Linked DNA regions of Mus musculus: regions 2, 3, 4 and 5 are each linked to region 1. A link is a contact called in public ChIA-PET, HiChIP or PLAC-seq and promoter capture Hi-C data. All regions are on one chromosome and are shown on one strand. Each heading gives the region's core, a stretch centred on a gene start, on an enhancer-like site or on the middle of the called end of the contact. The rest is flanking DNA. Distances are from core to core; before and after follow the strand shown. Region 1 holds the start of Cdc20b (cell division cycle 20B). Region 2 overlaps Ankrd55 (ankyrin repeat domain 55). Region 3 has its middle 18 kb from the start of Gm33905. Region 4 holds the start of Il6st (interleukin 6 signal transducer). Region 5 overlaps Il6st (interleukin 6 signal transducer).

The links. Promoter capture Hi-C pulls out the DNA fragments that hold promoters and counts their contacts. ChIA-PET counts read pairs in DNA pulled down with a chosen protein or histone mark. HiChIP or PLAC-seq counts read pairs in DNA pulled down with a chosen protein or histone mark.
Region 2: a contact with region 1 is called in a FOXA1 HiChIP or PLAC-seq map of pancreatic cancer cells. The contact joins the enhancer-like site here to the promoter of Cdc20b in region 1. A contact is called at or near these places in 5 of 39 promoter capture datasets (the 3T3-L1 cell line, the C10 cell line, pre-B cells and 1 more), 6 of 484 Hi-C or Micro-C datasets (the BV-2 cell line, CD8 T cells, the N1E-115 cell line and 3 more), 4 of 115 datasets of contacts at active chromatin or transcription factors (T-cell acute lymphoblastic leukemia, kidney, pancreatic cancer cells and 1 more) and 1 of 9 other capture datasets (macrophages).
Region 3: a contact with region 1 is called in a promoter capture Hi-C map of pre-B cells, with 2.2 times the contacts expected there. The contact joins the enhancer-like site here to the promoter of Cdc20b in region 1. A contact is called at or near these places in 2 of 39 promoter capture datasets (the C10 cell line and pre-B cells) and 4 of 115 datasets of contacts at active chromatin or transcription factors (embryonic stem cells, memory CD8 T cells, regulatory T cell precursor and 1 more).
Region 4: an RNA polymerase II ChIA-PET map of memory CD8 T cells shows a contact between it and region 1, with 16 read pairs. The contact joins the promoter of Il6st here to the promoter of Cdc20b in region 1. A contact is called at or near these places in 8 of 39 promoter capture datasets (the 3T3-L1 cell line, 3T3-L1-derived adipocytes, the HPC-7 cell line and 4 more), 2 of 115 datasets of contacts at active chromatin or transcription factors (embryonic stem cells and memory CD8 T cells) and 1 of 9 other capture datasets (adipose tissue).
Region 5: an H3K27ac HiChIP or PLAC-seq map of T-cell acute lymphoblastic leukemia shows a contact between it and region 1, with 4 times the contacts expected there. The contact joins the enhancer-like site here to the promoter of Cdc20b in region 1. A contact is called at or near these places in 9 of 39 promoter capture datasets (the 3T3-L1 cell line, 3T3-L1-derived adipocytes, the C10 cell line and 5 more), 1 of 15 datasets of contacts at CTCF or cohesin (the G1E-ER4 cell line), 3 of 484 Hi-C or Micro-C datasets (the HL-1 cell line, adipose-derived mesenchymal stem cells and embryonic stem cells), 1 of 115 datasets of contacts at active chromatin or transcription factors (T-cell acute lymphoblastic leukemia) and 1 of 9 other capture datasets (embryonic stem cells).

What each region holds. Positions count from the first base shown.
Region 1 is chr13:113,034,089-113,036,692 of GRCm38.p6, reverse strand. It overlaps Cdc20b (cell division cycle 20B), which reads right to left and starts at 1,314. Exons shown (of 12, transcript NM_001281487.1): 1 at 1,252-1,314; 2 at 917-979. The coding sequence starts at 1,314. It overlaps Mir449c (microRNA 449c), which reads right to left and starts at 710; the gene lies at 602-710.
Region 2 is chr13:112,317,366-112,319,969 of GRCm38.p6, reverse strand. Ankrd55 (ankyrin repeat domain 55) reads right to left here. Exons shown (of 11, transcript NM_029898.3): 2 at 1,423-1,545. Among named protein-coding and RNA genes, the nearest start is that of Ankrd55, 30 kb to the right of the region's middle. Within about 2 kb of position 1,284, at least 58 of the 459 cell types and tissues checked have an H3K27ac peak or open chromatin away from gene starts, as enhancers often do. A contact at or near this core is called in pancreatic cancer cells, where this site is marked.
Region 3 is chr13:112,428,787-112,431,390 of GRCm38.p6, reverse strand. No RefSeq gene overlaps it. Among named protein-coding and RNA genes, the nearest start is that of Gm33905, 18 kb to the right of the region's middle. Within about 2 kb of position 1,315, at least 1 of the 459 cell types and tissues checked has an H3K27ac peak or open chromatin away from gene starts, as enhancers often do.
Region 4 is chr13:112,462,748-112,465,351 of GRCm38.p6, reverse strand. It overlaps Il6st (interleukin 6 signal transducer), which reads right to left and starts at 1,282. Exons shown (of 17, transcript NM_010560.3): 1 at 1,102-1,282.
Region 5 is chr13:112,506,630-112,509,233 of GRCm38.p6, reverse strand. It overlaps Il6st (interleukin 6 signal transducer), which reads right to left. Exons shown (of 17, transcript NM_010560.3): 17 at 2,374-2,604. Among named protein-coding and RNA genes, the nearest start is that of Il6st, 44 kb to the right of the region's middle. Within about 2 kb of position 1,318, at least 31 of the 459 cell types and tissues checked have an H3K27ac peak or open chromatin away from gene starts, as enhancers often do. A contact at or near this core is called in T-cell acute lymphoblastic leukemia, where this site is marked.

The DNA of each region.
Region 1 (2,604 bases), core at 65-2,564:
TTATTTCTCTATAGGTGACATTAGTCACTGCATTTTAAAAGGCCAGCTATATATTTGATTTCAAGCGTCACTGATTGAATATAGAAAAATGTATGTTATCTAGAAAAATATTCAAATGGTGAGATTTTAGCTAATAATCTAAATTTAAAAGCATGTGGGCTATTTGGTGTAAAGAGAAGTAAGTGGTGCTAGAGATGTGAGTCAGATGAGGATTTAACTTTTTCATCCATTAAAGAAAGTACAGGAGCTGGAGAGATGGCTCAGCGGCTGAAAAGAGCACTGGCTGCTCCTCCAGAGAACACAGATTAGATTCTCAACACCAACAGGGCGGCCCCCAAAAGCCTGAAACTCCAGTTCCAGGCGATCAGAAGCCCTCTTCTGAGCTCCGCGGACACCACGCACACACGTGATGCACAGATATAAGTGCAGGTAAATAAACACAAGGTAATAAAAATGAGTTTCAAAAGAACACTCTTTTAAAAAGAACTGCAAGCTTTGGGTTAGAGCTTTAAGGGGCAGAAATACTATATTGGATCCAGCTTTTAGTAGCTGTCTTGAAGACACCTCCTTATCCACCAGATGGCACTATTTCCACGTCTTTGCATGCTTCTGAGTGCAGCAGAGGGTAGTGCAGCTAGCAACTGTTGGGATAAAGTTCTAACAGCCAGCTAGCAATGCACTGCCTGCCTGACACACCCACACTTCATCCTCTGTGGAGCCGGACACTGGGAAGCGCCCGCTAAGCAGGTATAAGTAGCTACATCAGTTGTGAGAATCCATTTCTTAAGTCTTCAGATTCTGTAAAGGTTTTTAATTTGTATTAATTCTCCCATAATTCCTGCAAATGCCTTCTATAGCAAGAATTAATTTGCTCGAGATCAGAATGAAGACAGAAGGGCAAGCCCAGAAAACTCACCTTGGGGGAACCTTGATTTCGCTGCTGCTTCATGCCGTTGGCGAGCACCCGCATGATGTTCTCCTTTGGAAATAGATTAACATAAGAAGGGAGAAAACTCTAGGAAAATCGTCACGGAGAGTGGGGAATTGTTTTGAATCCTGGGTTTGCTGATTCACTCATTCTTTCTAAAGCAACCAGGTATCTCCAGAACTTAAATTTCACACCGTTCAAAATTTAAACTAGGCTGTAGAATTTCATGGCATCTTTTGGTCCTTACTGGGTATTACAAACCGTACCTTCTGCAAGAAGCCCCATGGGAGGGTTGGGTCAAGAAAGAAAAGGATGGTACGCACCCACAACATCTCTTCTTCCGTCCGGATCTTCCTCCGGGCGGTGCGTTGCAGTTTCCACTCCATCTCCGAGTGAGTGCGCTGTTCCTGGACGCCTTGCCTCTCCCCCTCAGGGGCTAAGCAGGACCACGACTTCCCAAACCGCTAGCCTCGTCCCCCTAAACCCATCAAACCTGCCCTCCTACCCCCGAGACCCTCGCTCCTCCCACAGCTCCTGGAGCGTATTCCCCAGGGTAACCTTTAAAAAGCCCGCGGGGCGGCAATCAAAGCGGGAACCTCCTTCCGTCGGTCCCGCCACAGGCCAGCGCCTCGATGACGTCAAGTCTGGGGTGTCGGGGTGCTCGCTCGGGTCCCGCCCTCCTACCCGCGCCCCCGCACTGGGCCTCCCGAGCGGCGCGCGCCGCAGCGCCAAGCTTTGCCGCGAGCAGTGGCGGGCCTGAGCCTCCTGCCCGAGCCCGCAGGAGGTGCGGAGTCGGCGGGTAGAGAAGCGGGGTTTTTGGAGTTCACTGTTGTTTTCAAAAGCAAAAACGTTTCGTCCTAACTGACTCTAATCCTTTTTTTCCGTTCCCCTCTCCTTTTCTTCAACCCCACCCTGATTATCAAATTTGGACGCGTGCAGTAATTCTCACCCTTCTGTTTACTGCTTAGTGATAATCGCTTGTGAAAATTCCTGAACGTAAACATGTCTCTCAATGAGCATGTTAACTCCTCTGTCTTCAAACTCAAACTCAAAAAAGGGGGGGGGGGTGTCTAGGCTGCCGAGAAATGCGTTGACATTTCCAATTAATAAATTATCCGCACTGTCCACTTGGGGAATTGGGGAACTGGCCAAGTTCTCTTGCTGGATCTTGGGAGCTACTTCATAAGCAGGAAGTTTGTGAGAGAGGGAAAGAGCCAAGGAAAGCCAGTGAGACAGCTGACCAGGCCTAGGACTGGATCGATCATGAAATTGCTCGAGGGTCTGGAGGGACCTGGAGACGACTGACAGACAGGGAGCCAGATGGGCTGCTCAGCCTTGCCTGCCCATCTGAGCTGCCAAGGCAAGCTGGGCCATATGGCAGGAGACTAAACTGTCTGAGCAACCTAGGAGGTCCAGCAGCCAGGTTCTCTGCTCCCAGGTCCCCATCCCAAAGTGACAGCAGATTGCATTTTAACTCTAATAAGTTGTTTTGTGCATGCTGGGGCTAGGAGATTCAAACTGCTCAATAACTTAAGCCCACTCTAGTACGTCTGAAAATTCAAGAAATACCGGCTTCGTAGCAACCCAGCTCCCAGTGTTCCAATGACAACGGTTGAAAATGTGTGCTGGTAACCCCACATGAGATTTGTCAGAATGCTTGTATTAGAATATCTTTC
Region 2 (2,604 bases), core at 35-2,534, 720 kb after region 1:
ATTTACGTGTGTGAAGTTGTTTGCAGCATTTCTGTGGGGACTGTAGTGATGTCCTTGCATTCCCAAGAGCAGGAATTTGCATCTCCTTCAGTTAGTTTTTCTTGACAGTGACAGTGCTACAGGTTGTTCCTTGGTTTTTTTAGATTTTTTTTTCCCTATTGCTTTTGTTTTTGATTTCATCTTTTTTTGTTTTTTTGTTTTTTCAAGACAGGGTTTCTCTGTGTAGCCCTGGCTGTCCTGGAACTCACTTTGTAGACCAGGCTGGCCTCGAATTCAGAAATCCTCCTGCCTCTGCCTCCCGAGTGCTGAGATTAAAAGTGTGCACCACCACGCCCGGTTAATTTCATCTTTTCTTGTTTCCTCTCTCCCCCTCCGTGTGTTTTGAGATTATTTCGCTCTTCTCCCTCTAAGCTTCTGAAGCAAGAATTCATACAGATGACGGAGTGTTCCCTCTTGTGAAACCACATAGAGGTGTAGAGAGTCTCCTCCTATCAGTGATCAGTCTTGGCGTTTTGCCTATAGGATGCAGATTTTCAGAGGCTTCTCTTCTGTCCGTGTCTTTTGGTATTCTGTGTTGCCAGCTCCTTCAGCTCCAACCCTGGGATATACAAGGCAAAAGGCCATCCCAGAGAACTCACCATCATGCCTGTCCTTGGATCTAAGGACTTGGTCCTTCTCTTGGTTTCCAGAGTTATATTAGTCATCATATCCAGAGTTCTTAGTTGTATTTAGAAAGAATACAGGTGGAAATACAACCATGATGTGGTCTCAAGGGCCAAATTCTTACATTTCTCCAACATCCATTTCTGCTCTTCCTAGATACCTGTTATAACTACTGGTGATCAAAGAGAGGCCTCCGTCCCCAAAGTGCTTGCTGTGCAATCCTGAGGCCCTGAGTAGGTTTCCCAGAACACGCATACGAAAGTCAGACATAATGTTTTGTACTTGTAATATTGGTCCAGAGGGAATGGAGACAGGCAGATACTTGGGGCTCAGTCAGCTTAACTTACTGGGTGAGTTCAAAATTCCAGTGAAAAACCTTGTCTCAAAAAATAAAATGTATAATACCTTAGAAATGACACTTGAGGTTGACTTCTGGCTTTCACACACACACACACACACACACACACACACACGTAATTGGTCAGTCTTACAAAAATACTGGAAACAACCCACTTCATAATAATATATGAAATATAATAAGTGAATAATGTGTAAAAGGTGCTGAAGTTCTGTGTCCAGTGTCATGCTGAAAAATGCCAAAGGATTCTACAGAGCCACAGGCAAGATGCCTATAGTATCTTGTGGTCAGTCAAAAAGAATTTCACTAGTGTTGCTCATCTCAAAAGACCATCTCTGAAAGGATAAAGCATTCCATTCCAGGTTTAAAACAAAAACAAAAACACCTCACAAACAGCTCACCTTCACTGTCACAACACTCCAGGATGGACGGATCCTCCCGAATGACGGAGGTCAGAGAGTTGACATCTCCATTCGATGCTGCCTGATACACCATTGCCAGGTCGACTTCTTCAGATGAGTCACCTGCATGAACCAGACACTCTGTTAATATGTAGAGTACGTTCACTCAAAGAATACCACAAGACCAGATTGTCACCCACACAAGTGAGTCACTAAACCTCCCTCCCCAGTGAATCCAGGCAGAGGCTGAGTCAGCTTAGTCACATACTCCTTTCTGGAAAAGACACTTCTGAAGAAAAGTGGGCCACTCTAGGTCATTTGCAACGCCACCACGTGTTGGCAAGGAGCCTTGGGATTAGGCACTCTTTGCATGTCATGACTCTTTGGGCATGCTGGTTTCCCAAAATTAGAGAGACCAGCAAGGGAAGAAGGCCAGTGTCTTGGCTTCAATCTATTCTTCAAGACCCAAAGCATGCTACAGTCTTCTCTTTTGCTTGTTTCCTGTTTAGAGTCAAGTTCTCGTGTAGCCCAGGTTAGCCTTGAGTATTCTATATAGCCGAGGCTGATCTTGGATTGCTGATTCTCTTACATCCACCCCTTGCATTTGCAGATGTGGGCTGCTATGCCTGATTCTATGCAATTGTTGGGCATTGAAGGCATGTGCTTTCTAGGTAAGCCCTCTACCAACTGAACTACATCCATGGACGCATGACCTGTCTTCTTAGTACCTCAGTTCATCCATCTTTGGGAAAAGCATTATGCTCCTCCCTCTCTCTCCTCCAGAGATGTTCTGCACCTTCATCTGTGATGACTGTATCTCCAGATGCCTTTATCCTGCATGGGAGGATACATGGGAGGGAGGCACTGAAGACTGGGAAGGGAGAAGATGGGGCTCTCCCTCCCTTGCTTGGCATCCAGCAGTAGCTGCCTCCTTCCCACCAGGAGCTTTCCCTATGCAGAACTAGCTCTCATGTGGCCCCCCTCATAACCTGCCCACCACTGTTGTCCTGCAATTGAAAGGAGAGCCATACCTTTTCATTGGTGCTCATCTACTGCATTTATATTGGCTTCTCATGCCTCATTTTGCATACCCCCCCCCCAATTAAAACCTGTTCAGTTTCAAACACCTGGGTTTGTAAAGATGCTATTTCTAGAAGAACTAAGGTTGTACGAAACTGCTTT
Region 3 (2,604 bases), core at 66-2,565, 610 kb after region 1:
ACATGACACATGTGTATACCCACCATCACAAACATGACTCACTCATATACCCACCATCACAAACATGACACATGCATATACCCACCATCACAAACATGACACATGCATATACCCACCATCACAAACATGACACATGCGTATACCCACCATCACAAACATGACACATGCATATACCCACCATCACAAACATGACACATGCGTATACCCACCATCACAAACATGACACATGCATATACCCACCATCACAAACATGACACATGCGTATACCCACCAACACAAACATGACTCACTCATATACCCACCATCACAAACATGACACATGCATATACCCACCATCACAAACATGACACATGCGTATACCCACCAACACAAACATGACTCACTCATATACCCACCATCACAAACATGACACATGCATATACCCACCATCACAAACATGACACATGTGTATACCCACCATCACAAACATGACTCACTCATATACCCACCATCACAAACATGACACATGCATATACCCACCATCACAAACATGACACATGCATATACCCACCATCACAAACATGACACATGCGTATACCCACCATCACAAACATGACACATGCATATACCCACCATCACAAACATGACACATGCATATACCCACCAACACAAACATGACTCACTCATATACCCACCATCACAAACATGACACATGCATATACCCACCATCACAAACATGACACATGCGTATACCCACCAACACAAACATGACTCACTCATATACCCACCATCACAAACATGACACATGCATATACCCACCATCACAAACATGACACATGCATATACCCACCATCACAAACATGATATATAATGGTTCTCTCATCATCCCCAAAAGTCCTTTGTACTCAAAACCTGCTCCCTGCACTTTGAATGAAGGAACCTTGAAAAGAATCTGTTCTTTGTCACTGTAGTCTTGCATTTTCCAGAATGTCACAGGAAGTAGTATACAGACGGGTTCTAATTATTCCAGGCCTTAATAAAATGCAAATGGAGAACCACCTTTGTTGGCTTTGATTCCCATGAGTATCAAGACTTATTGTGTGACAATACCAGCTTATTCAAATATTACCTAACTAAAAGACAATTTAGATAGTCCCAGTTTGAGATGACTGTGAATGAAGCTACACCATAGCTCATAATATGAACACATTTTCCTTTCGCTTGGAGAAATACCTAGGAATGAGCTATCCAAGAAGTTTGGAGACACATTTCCAGGTCCGCAGAATCACAGTCTCTTGGATATGGCATCTTAGAATACACAGTCTTAAAGTATCCCCTAGTGTGCTTTCGTAATGGTAAAGAGTGTGCTTTTGTGTAATGGGACTCCTTGGAAATAGCAGGGAGGGTTACGCAACATAATGTACTAAATGGCACGAAATGGTATGCTTTCAAGCAGTTAATGGCTGCTTTATGCCATATTCATTTTCTCTCAACTTGAAAAAAAATTAAAAACAAACCACAAAACAACAACAAAAGAAAAACCCTAAAGAACGAATCCACAATACCTGCATGCGCTGCTGGGACCTGGAAGCCCTAATCTTAGAGGTTGTACCTGGGTCGGTTTCATCTTACAAAATGTCTGACTTGTTTCAGCCTTTGAGTCTTGGTCCAATTTTCACCTACGTTTTTTTTCCTACAAAAAAAACAAACAAAAAAAGGCTAACGATTTTCTGGTGGTTGGCAGGTAAACTGTAACTGGCCCTGGGTGACTGCTCCTGGGTGAGATGGCCCAGCATCTGATCTCCGTTCTAGCGAGAGCGCTGAGGGCTCCACAGCTCCTGGACTGAGAAGTGCATGTTGTTAGTAACACCTGTACACTCTTTCTAGATGTTTTGCATAATGCCACGTTTTTACAATGGAAGTCATCCAGGGTGCTCTAAAAAGTCTGGCTAAGTAAAAGTCTTGTTTTCTTTCCATAAAAGAGATATCTAATATAATTTTTTTAAAAAATCAAAATGACCTAGACTGGAACTATTTTAAATTATCAAAGTTTTCACACAACGACTAGTGTACCTTCAAAAAAAAAATGGGACTATCCTTTTCTTAACTAATTTTATTTGAAAATAGATGTTTTTCATTCAATATGTTCTGATCATGGATAGAGATGGACCTAAAATTAAAAATTGCTGGGGAAACAGGGAGGGGGTTTTCCCTCACATTTGCCTGTCAAGGAAATGCCTCTCGTACTTATTCATTAATATTAATAAATAAAGTGCAATTCATCATTAAATAAAGTGCCAAAGTCACAAGATTATTAAGAACAGCAGCCCTAGAGTTTGTTAAGAGACGCTTTTACAATCATTGGTGTGTGTGTGTGTGTGTGTATGTGTGTGTGTATGTATGTGTGTGAGTGTGTGTGTATGGGTGTGTGTGTGTGTATGTGTGTGTGTGTGAGTGTGTGTGAGTGTGTGTATATGGGTGTGTGTGAGTGTGTGTATGTGTGTGTGTGTATGTGTGTGTATGTGTGTGTGTATGTGTGTGTGAGTGTGTGTATATGGGTGTGTGTGTGTGTGTGTGTGTGTGTATGGGTGTTTTGCTGACACGTATGTATTTGTACTCTGTGCA
Region 4 (2,604 bases), core at 33-2,532, 570 kb after region 1:
TCTTGTGAGTAGAAGCAAATGAACACACACACACCCCACCCCCAGAAACCTGTGGAAAACAGAATTTAACCGACTAGCAGATTAGTCCTACAAATGTAGCATTCCAGATCAGAGCTCAAAAATAATTCCCAATGATAAATATAAACACAAACTTGGAAAATTAAGACGATGACGATCATCCCCTGATAATGTGTCAGTAATTTCAAATTAAGAGTCGTTCCAACTGGAAGCTGGCAGTCAGTCAGTCACACACGGTCTAAAAGAGTTTGTTTACAACACTGACCAGACCAAAGATTTTTCAGAAGATTCGCGCTGACATTCCAGCACTCACTGACTACTTTTAAGCAGTACAGCTGCTGTAATGTCCAATAACTATACAAATTAAGCCAAAACGAGTTTCTTCTTAATGGAAAAATGACAAGAACAGAAGTGGACCAAGCCCTTTATATTATGTTTGCTTTGAGTTTCTGAATTTTGGTTGTTCATCCAAAAGAGAGCCCCCTGCCAGCTGGAGAAGGGGACACGTTTACGCTTAGGGGAGGAGGTGAAAATCTAAAGACCGATGATGGGCTTGCTCTCGGGATGTAAAGGCACGCGGGATTTATTAGGAAGGGTACGGACCGAAGGGAAAGTTAATATTTATAAACACTGGACTTTCATTAACGCCTAAATGTTAAGATGTCTGGGTGAAAAGTTCGCTCTGGATTAAGAAACATCAAGAGCAGGGAACGGTAGCATTTCACGGGACACAGAAGACCACACTTTCTAGGGCCATGTCCAGAGTAGGATCAGGGAGCACGGCACGGGAACTGGAAGAACGCAGGACGCGGTCACCCAGGACGCGCGATCCCGAGAGGACTTTGGGGCGGGGGCTTCGGAACTGTGCGTCAGGAACGCGGCTGGAGAAGGCGGGTGACAACATCAGGGAAGTCGGAGCCCGGAGCGGGGAGGGAAGGAATGCGGGGATTCCCAGGCCAGCCCGACCAGCTCCGGGCGTGCGCTCGGCGCCGGTCCAGCCCGGCCCCGCTGGGCCTCGGGTGCCAGGTGGCGGCCGCTCCAGGCAACCCGCACCCTCCCGCGCCGGGGCCCTGTTCTTCTCACCTTCCGGACGCGAGCCTCGCCGCTCCTGAGCGTCCCTCAGCCCCGCGGATCCCGGCCCACACCACCGGTCCCTCAGCGGAGCCGCAGCCCGGATGGCTCGAAGCTCTGGCCTCCCGACCGCACACGCCACCCTCCGTCCGCCGCTGACCCGGGCTCTCCTAGCTCCGCCCCCCACGGCCCCGCCCCCCGGAGCCAGAGACCGCGAGCTCATTGGCTCTGGTCAGTCTCGGAGCGCGCGGCCATTGGCTCCGGGTCGCCGGAGACGAAGGGGCGGGACTGCAGGCCTCTGCGATTCCCGTAACGCGGCTCCCGGCGTCCGGGATTCCGGAGGCTGAGCCTGGTCGCCTTTCCTAGACTAGATCGAAGGCTTCCCCGCCGCACTTGGGTGGGTGGCCGGAACGGAAAGTTCCATTTTCTCTAGGGTAATGGGTCGCGGACAGCAACCCAGGTGCCTCCCGCGACCCCTCTCCCCGGACCTCGGCTGTCTCCCTGGGCTGTCTTCCCCAGAGGGCCTGCGAGCCTCCGGCGACTGCTAGGAGGCCCTTGGGACTCTGGAGGCAAGGGAACTCCCTGGGGACAGGGCAGGACTTAGTGGCCCTGACTGTACTCGCCCATAGTGACCGCTTCGGACCCAGGCTTAAGTAAACGAACCTTGCTACTGTGCAATTTTTGTTGTTGTTAGTAAATGAGTTTGGGTGTCATTGATTGATCCGTGAACTGGTGACCTGCCAAGAAACTGTTATCTTTTTGCGGTTTGAGTCGCCTGATGTGTGATTAGAAATACCAAGGAAAAACCTATTTCATTGTAATCCACCACCCTTCCCTTGATTGGAAAACGACCTTAAGGCTGCAATGTGCGTGAGTGCACGTGTGTGATGTGTGTATGTGTGTAGTGTGTATACAAGCAAGTTGAGAAACTTAAAAGATAAGGGATGTGTAACTGTAAAGAAACACTCCAATTTGCATTGGTTATCTTTTACTGAGCACGGAGCCCGCCCTTGGAGTGCAATTGATATAATATATAATCAGTGTAACTCCACTGATGGAAATTGATTTTCTCATTCCCAACATCTACCTTTTGTTTTGCTCTAAAGGAGACAAATGACAGGAAGCTGGACGGATGGAGGGGTGTGTGGGAGAAGTTGAGGGAACAGCAAAAAAAAAAAAAAAATCTGGTAAAAATATACTGTATACAATTCCCAATAAAAAACTTTTAAAAGTGAAGAAATGACTCAAAAAAAAAAAAAAAGAGAGAAGGCTAGAGACTTTTGGAAGAAAGGCTAACATAATGATTTGCAGAGCAAACAAATACCCATTAATTAGTCATTGTAAAGTTCTTTGTTATATTGACAATTCAGATGAGATCAAATGGATCAAACTGCAGTCTTGCTCTCTGCCCCTCCCTCCCCCTTTTCTTGCCTCTGTTGCATCTCTATACCCCCAGCTCTGAATTATGACCCCTTAGCTGTTGGTCAGCTAGTTTGAAAAAACACTGCCAAGGGC
Region 5 (2,604 bases), core at 69-2,568, 530 kb after region 1:
GTAACACAGGTACAAGCTTCCATGTGAAACTGCACGGGTGGTGGTGGTGGTGGTGGTGGTGGTGGTGGTGGTGGCAGGAAAGGAGAGAGAACTGTGCGCACGTGGAGTACAGCTAAGAGCAAAGGTGTAAGAAGCCATGCCTAATGCCTACTGCCGCGCCAGGCTAGCAAAGTGCATTTGCTTTAAAGTCTATCACACACAAGCATTAAGGCTACAGAGCTTCCAACCCCTCCAACATCCCTTTCTTTCTGGCACGTCACATTGTCCTGCTTACGTAGCAGCACTTGCAGTCTGCAGCAACCAGACTAAGCGAGCAATCACAGGACTAAGAATTCCTACCCAACCAGCCTGGTACATTTCCATCCCAACCCTCCCTCACCAGCATTGACAACTGGTTAAGTAAAAGGAAAACAACAACAACAACAACAACAACAACAACAAAACCAAAACTGACCAGTTTGTGGGAGCTTACAGGTGGCAAAAAGCCCTAAGAGTTAGACCGAGTAACATCTGGAGCCTGCCATCACCTTTTCCTCGTTAACTGAGTGAGCATATGCTAATCTGCATGTGACAGGAAAACAAACTTTTGTCTATGAACTACTTATACCGTTTGCCATTTGATGGCTGTGTTCTAACTCATCGAAAGGCACATTTGAAAAATGCAATCTTACCTGGGCAAAGTAACCTACCAGCAGTACCTATAGCCGAAAGCTAGCCCAAGAGGTTATTTTTAATAATTGACCTTTACTTTTTATTTACTTTTTTTTTTGCAGCTTATTGATTCTACTTATCTCATTAAAAACTTTACTAGACAGAAGTTGTGTTAAAAACTTGCTTTTAAAAGAAACTCAGGGACATGAAACAGAAGAATGAACGTAATAGGCTAAAGTCTACTGGCTTGTTCTACTTGGTTAATATATGTCTATAACAATGAGGCATCCTATGATTACTAGGTCTAAATTTATGCCATAATTTACTAATTATGTGAGTAGAAAAAAAGAGACAGCTTTAAAAATAGTATGTGATGTCTAATTAGCAGTCCTACTTTTAACAGCTTTGATAGTGTCCCATGAAGTGGAAACGTAAGTGTTCTTTGGAAAGTCAGCTGTGTTGGATGTTTTGCTAAAGCAGACACGAGAAGGAACGTTTCGCTGAAGTGGACACGGGTGAAAGGATGCTTTGCTAATGCATGTGAACGGGCAGGTGATGGGTTCTTTGTTCACTACATGCCTCAAGTGTTGTTGAACTCCATCTGTTGGGCCTCCATAGAGAGAAACACTAAAAACTTCTGATGTGGTTCTGGTGGCTTGCAGCTTCCGCAGACGCGGGCTGATTGGCAGAGTGATGTCAGCTGATACAGACTCACACACAAGACCCGAGGTGAGCCCAGGCCCGAGGACACTTGATATTTGGAGGGAGTATATACAGGACTCAACGGATGGTGATGGCCTTACATATCTTCGTTTCACTGAGAGGCACAGCTGAGAACTTCGAGTTCTTCCTGCTTGACTTGTGCTGAGGCCGAGGCCTGGCCATTCCTGCTAGTTATGCCACTGCTGCTGCTATCCTGACACTACTACCGACCTGGACTGCTGGTGTAGCCTTGACATGTTTGCGAGTGGATGGAGCTGCCACTGCTGACCTGTCAACTGAACAGCTGATTTTCTGACAGTGCACACAGGAGTTGCTCCAAAGAACCATTTTTTAAACAGGTCCACTTCCCCCACATCCTTTCTTTTCCACTACCTCTGGTGGGTGGTGGGCTACAAGGGAGGCTAAAGCATTTAAGAACCATTATTACAATTAGGGTTGAGGAAAAAAAAAATCAAAAACTACAGTCCAGTAAATCCTTCTACCTCTTTAACCCTTTAAGTTCACAATAAGAACTACAGTCTCACCAGACAGTGGTGGCACAGCAGGCAGGCGGATCCAGGACAGCCAAGGCAACACGGAAAAATCCTGTCTTAAAAAACCAAAATACCACAAACAGAAAAACAAAACAAAACAAACCCAAACAAGCAAAAACAAACAAACAAAACCCCCCCGAAACCGTCCATCCTGGCCGAGCTGATGACCACAGCAGAACTGTGCAGAGATGGAATGATCTGAAGGCGGGAGAACGAGGGGGGCAGGGGCTGCACTTTTCCTACTTCTGCTTCTCTGTGCCCCCGAGTAGTGACTCATGCTTTTCAAAGGACTGAGATTTTATGTTTGAGTGAGGAAAAGATGGGAACGCTAGGTTTTGTAACGGCGACTCAGCATTAAACCTTCCTTTTTCTTTGAGTCCTCGAGAGGCAACTGCATGGGAAGCAGTGGACTAGCCCTGGCCACAAGCCAGGCTGCTCTCTGGTGCGCCTTACACTACATTTTTACACACGAAAGAATACGAGCCCACGGGCAGAACTAGCTTTATTAGACGGTTTTACAGAAAGACGCCAGATTACTTTCTCTGCTACCTAAGGTACAAGGTACAGCATCCAGATTATTCTAAAACATGCTCGAGCGAAGTCTGTATTCAAGATGAACTTTAAGATGGGTTTTCTCTTAGAGCAAAGGGAGGTGCTCCATGGTACATCTTCTAAATGAACGTTCCTGCAGTGAGCA